2 separate regions of the Mus musculus genome follow, and region 2 is linked to region 1. A link is a contact called in public Hi-C data. All regions are on one chromosome and are shown on one strand. The core of a region is the stretch at or near the end of the contact, and the rest is flanking DNA. Distances in the headings are between cores, read along the strand shown. Region 1 holds the start of Atp2b2 (ATPase, Ca++ transporting, plasma membrane 2). Region 2 has its middle 44 kb from the start of Gm15083.

The links. Hi-C and Micro-C count contacts between places; a contact is called where the count stands out from the background.
Region 2: a Hi-C map of cerebellum shows a contact between it and region 1, with 1.9 times the contacts expected there. The contact joins the enhancer-like site here to the promoter of Atp2b2 in region 1. A contact is called at or near these places in 5 of 484 Hi-C or Micro-C datasets (cerebellum, cerebral cortex, cortical neurons and 2 more), 2 of 115 datasets of contacts at active chromatin or transcription factors (both in embryonic stem cells) and 2 of 9 other capture datasets (liver and pancreatic islet).

What each region holds. Positions count from the first base shown.
Region 1 is chr6:113,888,641-113,894,234 of GRCm38.p6, forward strand. It overlaps Atp2b2 (ATPase, Ca++ transporting, plasma membrane 2), which reads right to left and starts at 2,899. Exons shown (of 20, transcript NM_001036684.3): 1 at 2,613-2,899.
Region 2 is chr6:113,957,913-113,963,285 of GRCm38.p6, forward strand. It overlaps a transcript of Atp2b2 not described here. Among named protein-coding and RNA genes, the nearest start is that of Gm15083, 44 kb to the right of the region's middle. Within about 2 kb of position 1,544, at least 12 of the 459 cell types and tissues checked have an H3K27ac peak or open chromatin away from gene starts, as enhancers often do. A contact at or near this core is called in cerebellum, where this site is marked.

The DNA of each region.
Region 1 (5,594 bases), core at 1,649-4,148:
GAGAGCTGCAATGTGCATCCAAGGTCACACAGGTGGCCAGGAGTGGAGTTGGGTGCTCTTTCTTTGATTCTGAAGGCAACACACTGGGACACTCAGGGTCCACACGGGCCACCATTGCTTCTTTTGTGAGGTCTGAAAGAGCCCAGCAGGGCCTCCCAATGCTCTTAACACGGAGCCCAGAGACAGAAAGCCACCCCTGTTGGGGACAGCGTACCTATCACCTCTCAGGTTTCTGTCTTGGGTCTGACCTCATACCAGAGGGGCTAGATGGCTCACAAAGAGGTGCCAACAGTTCCAGCTGCGTGACCTTGGTTGGTGGCTTCTTGTCTCTCACCTGAGACATGGGGACGCTAAGGATAATTGCACAGAAGTAATGTGTACAGGGCAAAGAGCTCTGCAGATGCTAGCGGGTGTGACATTTACTAGTGTTCCCACTAAGACTGGGTGACGGGAGTGGAGGGCAGGCTGTGGAGGAGGGGTGGATGTCTCAGGCTCTGCACACTAAATCACAGGTAGCTTTTCTGTCCTCATCTGGAGCCAACTTGGAGGCTACTGAAGGAATTCCGGCTTTCAGATGCCACATGATAGTGGGCTGGCTTCCTGGTTCCAGAAAGGGCTAGTGGGCTTTGCCGGCTGCTGGTGGTCTGACCAATGGGCAGCCACTGCACCTACCCCCACCCCTGTCTTCCCTCCCTACTCCAGGCAGCCTTCTCTGCAGACCATCAATCACCACAGATGGCCTTGTTCAGTCCAATCACTGCTCTTCGGGAACATGGGCTGACCCACCCCTCAGGCCTTCAGGAAGCTGAGGTGGCCACTCAGGATCCACAGTCCTTCTGGCCTCATAGTCAGTTCCCCAGGGTCCTCTCCCCAGGGCTCCTAGGGCCACCTTTGCTTCTTGAAGCTGAGAGGGCAACATAGTGTCTGCAGAGGTGCAGCAGCTATGCCCACTGCTGTCTTACATGTGACTCTGTCATTCACCTGTGGGCACATTCCAGGGCACTGTGTTGACAGGCATTTGGGTCCTATGCACCTGTCAACTGCACTCCTGGGGCATCCCACATGGGTATATAGTACACCAGGGTAGCTGCTGCAGGTTCCTGTGTGTGTGAGGGCTGCAAGCATGTGGGGGCAGGCTATACTCACTGGGGTGTGCATAGAACGGGGTCTTAAGAAGCCAGAGATGCATGCTGTGTGCACAGAGGCCAGATCTCATCTGTTGGTACAGGCATTGTGTGTTCACATGTATGATCTGAACATGTATGATGCACTACTTGTGGGTTCTCTATTAGTCCATGTGTATGCAGGAGTGAATCTATGCACAGGCATGCACCCTCGCTCACGACTGGGTTGTGAAGGTGGATAAATGGGAGGCCATTAGCATCCTCTCCTAGTCCTCCTCCCTCTGCGGACTCCCCAGACCGCAGCCCCTCCTTGCCACTGCTCCTTCAAGGAAGTTACCAGGCGGAAGCCCCAAGCTCAAAGGCCTGCGCTCCAAGCCCCCTCCTACTGCACACGTCAAAAGAGAGAATTTCTCCGGATGGCAACCGCCCGCTCTGGGAAATGCCCCAAACGTCAGCTCTGCCTCCTCCTAGCGATGTGGAGAGCAATGCCCAGTGGAGGGGAGCCCCTTCTACACTGCTAAGGCTCAGCCTCACAATGAGACCCTCTACTCTCAGCTCTGCTGGTGACTGGCCTACTCACTTACCCTTCTGAAGGTCGAGCCAGGCTCAGCCTTTGAGGGGACCTCCCTTGACGGGGGTCGGCCAGCTGAAGGGTCCCCTCCCCACTCAGTATGTGGAGCAGAGGTCAGCTACTTGGCTTAAAGGGGGTGGCTGCCAGCACCTGACGACCATAGGAGGGAGGTTCAGGTCCTGCAGGGAGGCAGGGAGGAGCCCCAGGTGTCTCAGTACTCAGAGGGGCCACCTAAGCAAGCAGGCTGATGAGGAGCTGTGCTTCCGGGCTTAAAGTGCCAACTCCACCATCCATCTAGCATGACTGCTGCAAAATGGCCTGGCCACCCACTCTTGCCCCTGCCTGCCACGGAGGGGACTTGGGACACATCCCTGCCACCACCTGCCTGGCTCTCCTCATCCAGTAGATCCCTGTATACAGCAGCCCACCATCAAAGAGACCCTTCATAGGGGCCTCCCCTTGCAGCTTTCCTGGGACACCTTCCAGTACTCTATGTCTCCCAGGGACCAGGCTCAAGAGGAGACTGGTGTCCCTGCTGACCGGCTGCCACCACTAGCCCTTGCATAACATCCTGGGGGCATGTGCAGTCTGGAGGCCACCAGCATCCACCTGAGACCCTGCATCCCCTCCTACGGGGCTCTTTGCTCCGGTCCCCAGCCCCCACCCCAACCCCTCACCCTAGAGTGTCCCTCAGCCCGGGCTCCCAAGCATCCCCAGCTGCCTCCAGATAAACAAGCCAAGCTCCTACCACCCCCCTCCTCCCGCCGCCACCATCAGCACTGGGGGAAAAAAACGGGAAATGCAATCAAATCAAATCAAATCAAAATAGGTGAGGGAGGAAGGGGAGAGCGGGGCCGGGCGCTTTTTATTTTTTATTTTCTCATGCTTGGATGAGGGGAGAGATGCCGGTTACTTACTTGGCTAAGGCAATCGCCAGCGATCGGTTCGGGTTCCAGGCGGGCAGCCCGTAATCGCGGTGCGGCAGCTGGCGCCGCGCTGAGCCCAGCCCGCGCGCCCGGTCCCTGCGCAGACTGTACCATCGCTCCCGAGGCTGGGGGGGAGGGGGGGCGCGGCCGCCGGGGGAGGGGCGCGAGCGCGGACCGAACCACCCCGCGCCTGGGAGCGCGGCTCTGGGCATCGCTCCCACGGGACGCATCCGCGGCCGCCCGCAGAGCCCTAGGGAGAGGCCCGTTCCCCTCGCACAGGAGGCCGTGTCAAGGGCACGCGAAGGGGAGGGTCAGAGCCCAGCCCAGGACGAGCAAGGGGGCGGTGAGAGCAAAGGAGGAGGCATTGTTTTTATGTGCCTTCCCTAAGTCACTTCCTACTTTGTTAGATAGGGTCGGGGCTTCCAGGCTCCCTGGATGCAGACAGGATGGCTCTATACCTGGAAGAAAGACTGCACAAGGGAGAACACCTAAATGCACCTATGGTGACAGGGTCTATGGAACAGACTCTCCAGCCAGCTGCTGGATGTCACTGTCTACACCCCTCTGCAGCCCCACAAGCTGCCTGGGTGTGCTCACCTGCTCCAGGGTGGGGATGGGTCCAGTCAGGAGAACCCTTGAAGAGGCCATTTCTCTGTCGGAGTGTTAGCACATTCCCAGTATCTGCCAAGGTATCTGTGAGGAGTTGGGGGTGACCGCACTGGACTAGTGCGTCTGTGGAGTCCAGAGTGATCCCATTTTGGAGTCCGAGGGAATGGACTCTCCCATCCAGCTGCTCACTACCTTCTCTCTCATCTCACAGGGCAGACCTGTGGACTCCTCTTTAATTCCAGACAAGGTGGGGCTAAGGCCCGGATAGCCAGGTGAGGGAGGGGGGTCTCATTGAATGAGGTGTCTCTCTCTCACTTCCTCCACTAGCCAAGGTGCCCTGTGGCCATGCCTCCCCACACCTCAGGAGTGGCGTCCTGCTTGGATGTGTGTGGCCTATAGAAGGACCTTCAAGGCCGGCATGGTGGAACACCTGTCAGCCTGAGTGGGTGCAGGAGGGGCAAGGCAAGGGGAGGGGAGTGCCCTTAGAGCCAGGTCCAGAAAAAGCTGCCTCCCTGCCTCCTTCCCCACCCCCATCTCTGCCCACCTAGGAGCCGCCCGCCCGTCTTTCCCAGCGAGCGTCCTGTTGCTGCTCCATCTCCGCCTGGCACGGAATATCAATTTGTCTCGTTAAGCTGAAAGTCTGCACTGCACCAAATTCAGAACCCGCCACACAGAGGGGCCGAGGAAGGAGAGAGCCAGAGCAGAACCCAAGGCAGGGAGGGCCCTTGAGCAGGACCACACCACCATCACCAACTGCTAGACAGTTCAGAGGGTCCCATATACCCCAGCCAAGCAGGGTCTCTCTCTCTCTCTTCTCTCTCTCTCTCTCTCTCTCTCTCTCTCTCTCTCTCTCTCTCTCTCTGTGTGTGTGTGTGTGCGCGCGCACATGTGCATAAGGGGTGGGGTGCTAAGACTCTAAGGATGTCCACCAGGCCTGATGGTTGCCCATGTAACACCTTCCTAGGGTTCCCATGGGGCAGCCCTGGGCCTCATGTCAATAGACCAAGCTGGAGCCCCTCAAAACAGCCTTATCTCTGTTTCCTCTTGAAGCTGTAGATGGGAATATCACCCCTCCTGGGGTTATTCTGGACGCATCTTGGTAAGACTTCTAAGTCACCACGGTCCCTATGAATCCCTCCCCAGGACCAAGCTGGGAGGCTGTAGGCCAACCTGCCCCCACCAGGTTAGAGAAGCCATTAAGGCCCAATGGTTCAGGGAGGCAGGCCCAGAGGGCATCAGGTGAGAGGCCTCTGCAGCCCACTGTGTGTGCAGGAGCCTGCCACTGTGCTTCCCTACCTCTGGGGCAAGATACATTTTCCCCTAGTGAACAGAGAACCCTGGCAGGAGTGGGGGGACTGGCTGGGGCCCACTGATTTCCACAGTTATGTCCTCTCCTATGTCAGATACAGAGCCTCCTACAGATTAGGAAACCACAGCTCCTTGCACCCTAGGGACTACTGTGAACACTTAGAGGGGAAAACTGCATGTGGCTGTCGGGGGTAAGTTACACAGCCACCTGGATAAACTGTCCCTGTGACTGAGGTTGTGAGTCCCAAGCCCAGGCTGCCTACAAGTAGGGGGTATGCTCCGCAGGGACCCCAGTACTTATCTACCTCAAAAGACTGACCTGGAACTGCCCGGTGACTTCCATGGAGACATGCTGGCTTCACTCACAGACGCTCAATCACTTGCAGATTTTTGCTTCTTGGAGTCCAAGACCAGCATCTAACAGAAATGGACCCAAATAGCTATCTCTTTGGCAAGCCAGGCTCTGTGTCCTTCCATCTTTGAGTGTGCATCCCCGTGGCTTCTAGTATCTGCTCATCCTGCAAAGCTGTCCTCGGCTGCTGCTTTGCCAGACAATTCTGCTTAGTCCCACATACTCAGTTCGTACCTCTGTCTCATCTCTGACCATTTCATGCTGTGATGGTCTACAGGTCTATGCCTCTCACTGGGCTGTGTCTGTATCAGATGGGTCCCTACGGCCCTATATGCTAGATGCCACCATGTTACAGATGCAATAAAGGCCTGAATGAATCACTGCTGTGTGATTTTGGCCTACCAAGCACCAGACCCAGCAAGACCCTTGGAAACTGGATCTCCTACAGTACAATGGCCCAAGCTGAGGCTCTAAAGGAAAAGCTAGAGATGCTTTGCTTAACCATGTCCTTGAGGGTAGGAGGGTAGCCACAGATACTGCCCTGGACCTTAGGCTGTCTCTTCTGGCTGTGGCTACTTCTAGGTCACTGTGTTGCCCTTCCAGGATACGTTAGGAACGGGGGTCTGGACAAGCTGGAGCATTGAGCAATCAGACAAACAAGGCATCTATGTTGCAACCCTGTGGAGGTTGGACATGACATGAGG
Region 2 (5,373 bases), core at 294-2,793, 68 kb after region 1:
CACAGGGACACCTGTTTCCGGCCTGTGCTGCAAACACAGGGTAAGCATGATAGAAGTAGAGTCATTGCTCCCAGGGTAAGCGTCCCAGCAGGGAGACAATGAATATGGAAATGAATAAGCTGGCTGCTTGATCTGAGATCACTGCTCAGGTTTTATGCATGTTGCAGAAAATAATACAGTGGGACAGAGGGCTGTGCATCTGAGGGAGACAGGGAAGAAGCAACCTTTGACTTGACAGAGGGACAGGGTACATGAGTCAGCTGTACAAATTTGGGAGCATGTTGGTGAAGCGAGGAACAGCAACTGCAATGTTTTGAAAAGGGGTGGAGCCCATCGATTTAGGGAAAGGTCTATGGTGTAGTGTGACCAAAGAGGACCAGGCTGAAATGAATGCGGTGAGAGAAAGAAGCAGGGACAACCCTACAAGCCAGACCCATCTGGAGGTTCGGGGTGGCCTTTGTGGCGGTATGGGGTGCAGAGGCATAAGGAACAGAATCAGCACTACGTGACATAGGTGTGCCAGCACCGTCTATGTACCATTTAATGGGAATGGTGTCCCTCAGATTGCTGGAGCTAGCCCTGGAGCTGTGCTCGGCTTGCAGCAGATGATTCATGAGCATTTAACGATAATATACAAAGCCCAGCAGCTGTGCCTTCTTTTAGCAGACATCTGGCTGCAGCTGGCAGTACAGGGGTGGGCAGAGTCAGAGTCCTCGTTCCCAGTGCTGCTCCCAGCAAGGTCACTTCTTCATCAAGCAAGCAAGCAAGCGCTTCTTGCCCCCTTCCTTCTTCCCCTTGGCTCTCTTTCACCTACTCTCAAAACCCACTTGAGGATAAAGAGCATACAGTATATAAGACTTGAGGCCTTTGCAAGGAGGCCCAGTCCTTGCCCCAGTGTGGCTGGGAGGGTTGCATTTGGGGCCATGCTTTGAGTAGCAGTGGTTGATGGTTGAGCATTAAAGATGTGATAAGAAAAGAGCGCCCTCTAATGAAGGGTTTTTCTCCTGGAACTTTCCATAGCATTCAGCCAGGTGCCTGGGGAGTCCTTGACCTTCCTAGCAATAGATCCAAATGGTGCATAGAAAAGCCAACCCTGTGCCCTCCATCTCAACCCTGCTTCCTCTAGGCCCAGCCTAATTGCTCGTGGTGACAATACTGGCTTGGGGGGTACCTACATTCCACATTTCTCTCTAGCATTTGGCATCCCGAGTGGGTGACTCCAAGCAATGTACCTTCCTGGCTGCAGTAGTTTAAGTCTGTGCTTCAGCTCGCCTAAGGTGCTTCCCCACACCCACGTGATGGAAGGAGAGATGAGGCCCCATTAATAGATGAGAAAAATGAGGCCTAGGCCAGTTTAGGGAGGGGAACACCTGAAGGGAAAAATACAGAGTTATGTGGGACTAGAGGACACAGTACAGGGCAGGGACCTAGATCACCAGCAAAGTCTTGCCAGACACAGGCTGGAGGCCACAGTGCCACCTTGCCCAAAGACAACCTACAGGATGTCCAAGTCTGCCACTGCTGGCTGTGTGCCTGCTGTCTGCTGGGCCCTGGGAACACTGTGGCGAGAGAGACAGATGCAGCTACTGCCCTCTGCCATGGGTAATGAGTGGGTAGTGTCTATGGAGCCAAGGGACCCAGCCAGGCTGTGAGCTCTCAGCTGGGACTACCATCCAAAGCCAGGTCTGCACAGTGGGAGACCAAGAAGGGGCCAAGGAGCCCAGGAAGCTGGAGAGGGCAAGGGATCTGTGGGAGGGATGCCAGAGGGGTGGAATGAGGAGAGGCAGGAAATCTGGTCACTGCTCTCTGATGGGAGAAGTAGGTTTACTGCACTCAGGTCACCTCTGAGCTGTGAGGTTGGAATTCAGAGTTCTTTCTTGTTACTTCTGTGGGTTGCACAGGCATTTGAGCACTTGGAGGCTCCACAAGGGGTGTGCTGATCTCTCTAGGTGCTTCCTAACACCCACAGGCCTGTGACACAGGGGCCACCTGGATGGACTAGAGGACAGGCTGTGCTTTATCTCCTGTGCAGAGTCAGACAGGCCACTCTCTGGACACAGGGCATTTGCCAGGTGCTAGGAGTCACAGGACTGTCACTCCATCTCTGTTGAGCCTTTTCATGCTTGGTCTTCCTACCTCTCAGTACTCACTCCACCCTGTGACCCAATGGATATCTAGCAGACTACTCAAAGTGTCAGTATCCCTCCCTCTCTACCGATGAAAATGGGCACCACCCTTCCCAGGAAGTCTCTCCCCCTCCAGCTCCCTCAGCCTCTGCTTCCAAGCTGCCAGTGAGCCTTGCTGATGTTGTGTCCTAACAGATTTTGAAATCAAACCCTAGGAGGTCCAAATGCTGTTGTCTTTCAGGCTTGCACACTGGCTGTGGACCTCGAGCATGGATGAAGATGCCCCTCTGCAGTGGTTTAGAAAATCAGCTCATTTATTTTATATATCTGATTCAGAGAGGCAGGTGTATTATATACAGCTGAAGAAGGAGGCAGGCTTAGTTAACGTGAACAGTAGCTCCTTTCTGTAGGGGAGCTGTCTTGGGTTGTGACCATCCAAGAAGAGGAAGCTGCTGTGGACATTTTCTGCACACACTATCAATGCCTGTATGGGCCAGGAGATGTCCTCTGGCATTTCTTGGTGTGTGACCTGGGGAAGGCTTTGTCATTCCCATTGGTCTGAGGCACTGGGGTCCTTGACACAGCTGGCTCATGTCAACAACACAAGCCACACAGGGCTTCCTCTGCTTCTCACACTCTCCAGCCACACCCCACACACATCCCAGTGTTCTCCAGTCACTCCAGTTGTCCCACGATTACACACTGAAGTAGTCGACACAGCTCTTTCAAAGTCATTCCCCAGGACAGCTGACAGGCTCCTCTGCCCACCTCTGCCCCAGCATGCCTAGCCTGAACTCCAGTATCACTATGAACTCTAGAGTGCAGGATTTCAGCTATGCACTCCTCCCCCAGACAGCTTCCTGGGCTGGGGGTGCGGTGGCTCCCCTGCTATGAAAATGACAGGAATCTCCAGTTTGATCTCAATGGGGAGGAGATGTCTTGTCTCCACAGTGACCAGGGAACATGAAAGGTGATGGAATGTTCATACCTTAATTAGGCACAAGGTTATACTTATATGTACTTGTCAAAATTCATAGAACTGTACACTAAAAAGGTGAATTTTAAGAAATTCACCTGATAAGAAATATAAGGCTGGAGAGATGACACAGTAGTGAAGAGTCCTGGCTGTCTTTCCAGGGGATCTAACAGCTCACAATCATCTATAATCCAAGTTCCATGGGATTCGATGCCTTCTTCTGGCTTCTGTGGGCAGCAGGCATGCATGTGGTACATCCGCTGTCCTGGGCCATCAGCTGCCTGGCATTGTTAAATAGTTGGATGCCTTCTTGTAAAAGAGGGGAGCTAGAGACCCTCCAGTACACATGAAAATATAGTAAGTCTGAAAAGCTTTGAAAGAAATACAATGATTTGAAAATCATTCTGGTGCATTCTGGGCTGGCTGAGGACTGTAGCCTCATAAGCCCCTGCCACACTGGCTGTCCAGGATAGTGAGCCTCACTTCCCTGGTGTCCAAGGAGAAGATGGGCCTCTCAGCGCCTTGTTTATATAGGGAATTCCTACGGCTCTCAGGGCCATGGGTACTCGAGATTTGTGAATTCTGCTCATAGCCCCAGACATCTCCTCCATAACCAAAGCCCCATCCAGGGAACGAGGTGACTAAGGTACCACTGGCGAGGAGTCTAAAGCACTAGGGGAACAGTTCCAAAGACCAGCCAGCTCCTGGGGCCCCTGGCCTCCCAGTCCCAACATGCCACAAGCCATAGAACAGTGACCTCAGGCAACAAGGCTGTCCTGTGGATGGATGAGTGTCTGAATGTTGATTACAGGCAGGTGAGGTAGGAGTGTGCCAAGACAGGAGGCTTCTGGGCCCTCATCCAAAAGCTGGGTGCTACACCTGTGGCCAGCCAAGTGTTGCCTTCAGATGTCCCTCGTAGTACTTGAAAACCCCCAAGAGTCAATGTTGAGAGGCTGGGGAGATGACTTAGTGAGAGAAGCACTTGCTAAGCAAGCACAAGGACCTGAGGTTGAGCTACAGAACCCATTTAAATAAAGTCAGGCATGGTGGCATATGCTTGTAACCCCATCACCAGGAAGGTAGGGGAAGGTACAATCTAGGTGTTCACTGGCCAGCCAGCCTAGTTAACTTCATGAGTTCCAGGCCAGTGAGATGCCTTGTCTCAAAAATATAGAATGAACATTGATTGAAAAGTGACACCTGAGGTTTCCTCTGGTTTTCCCCATGTATATGCGTGTACATCTGCATGTGTGTGTGCACGCGTGCACAAACACACACACATACACACACACACACACACACACGCACACACACGCACACACACGGAGGGACCAATGTTGAAACTGTTCTGCCCAAGATATTGGTGCTGAGCACGAGACTCAGGAATAAGATGCTCCCTGCGGTAAAACACACACAGATATGAGGCTCCTGAGAAAAGGGGGACCACGGCTATTGACAGGCAGAGATGTGGTATGGTTTTGGATAGGGTTGGCTGGCCTGGGATACTGACCTTAGCATACATAGATGTTCCCTCACTCATTCTGTACTCTTCTGGTGAAATGTTCTAACCATCCAAAGAGCCATGGCTTCATTCCTTTCCCTTCTGAATGCAGAAACTTGAGTAGCAAATGTCACTGGTCTTTTTTCTTGCCACACCCTAGGGTCTCAGCCCTTCTGAGAACAGTTATCTGGCTAGACTCACGACCATGGCCCTGGACTCCGAAGCCCACAAACATCAGCCTTTATAAGAGCATGTACATGCGCCTGACACTACATTGGCTCCTCCAGTGTTTATTAATCCAGAGGTAGAGAATGAGATCGCCATCCCCATATATAGATAAGTAAATGGAGGCTTTGGGGACCAGGTCTTAAATTTGGGACTGAGTTATTTTCAATGCATATTTCTACATACCTATGCTCCCTCCAGCCATGGCTACCACAGTCATTCTTGCGGCTCCAAGAATGTGGGTTGGTCAGGACCCTGGAGAGCTCTAGGCAGCCAACTATTGATTGGCTCTGGGACGCTGACCTCAGCACTCTCAACAGGAGTCTCCTACCCAAGCCAGAAGAGCAGGCATCTTCTGCTGTCCTGGGCTGTCAGCTGCCTGGCATTGTTAAGTAGCTAGATGCCTTCCTGTAAAAGAGCTAGAGACCCTCAAGTCAAGAGGCAGAATGTTGGATAAGAAAGCAGAAGTTGAGGCACTTCAAGGATGACTTTCTGAGGCTAGAGAGATGGCTCAGAGGCTAAGAGTTATTAGCTGTTCTTATAGA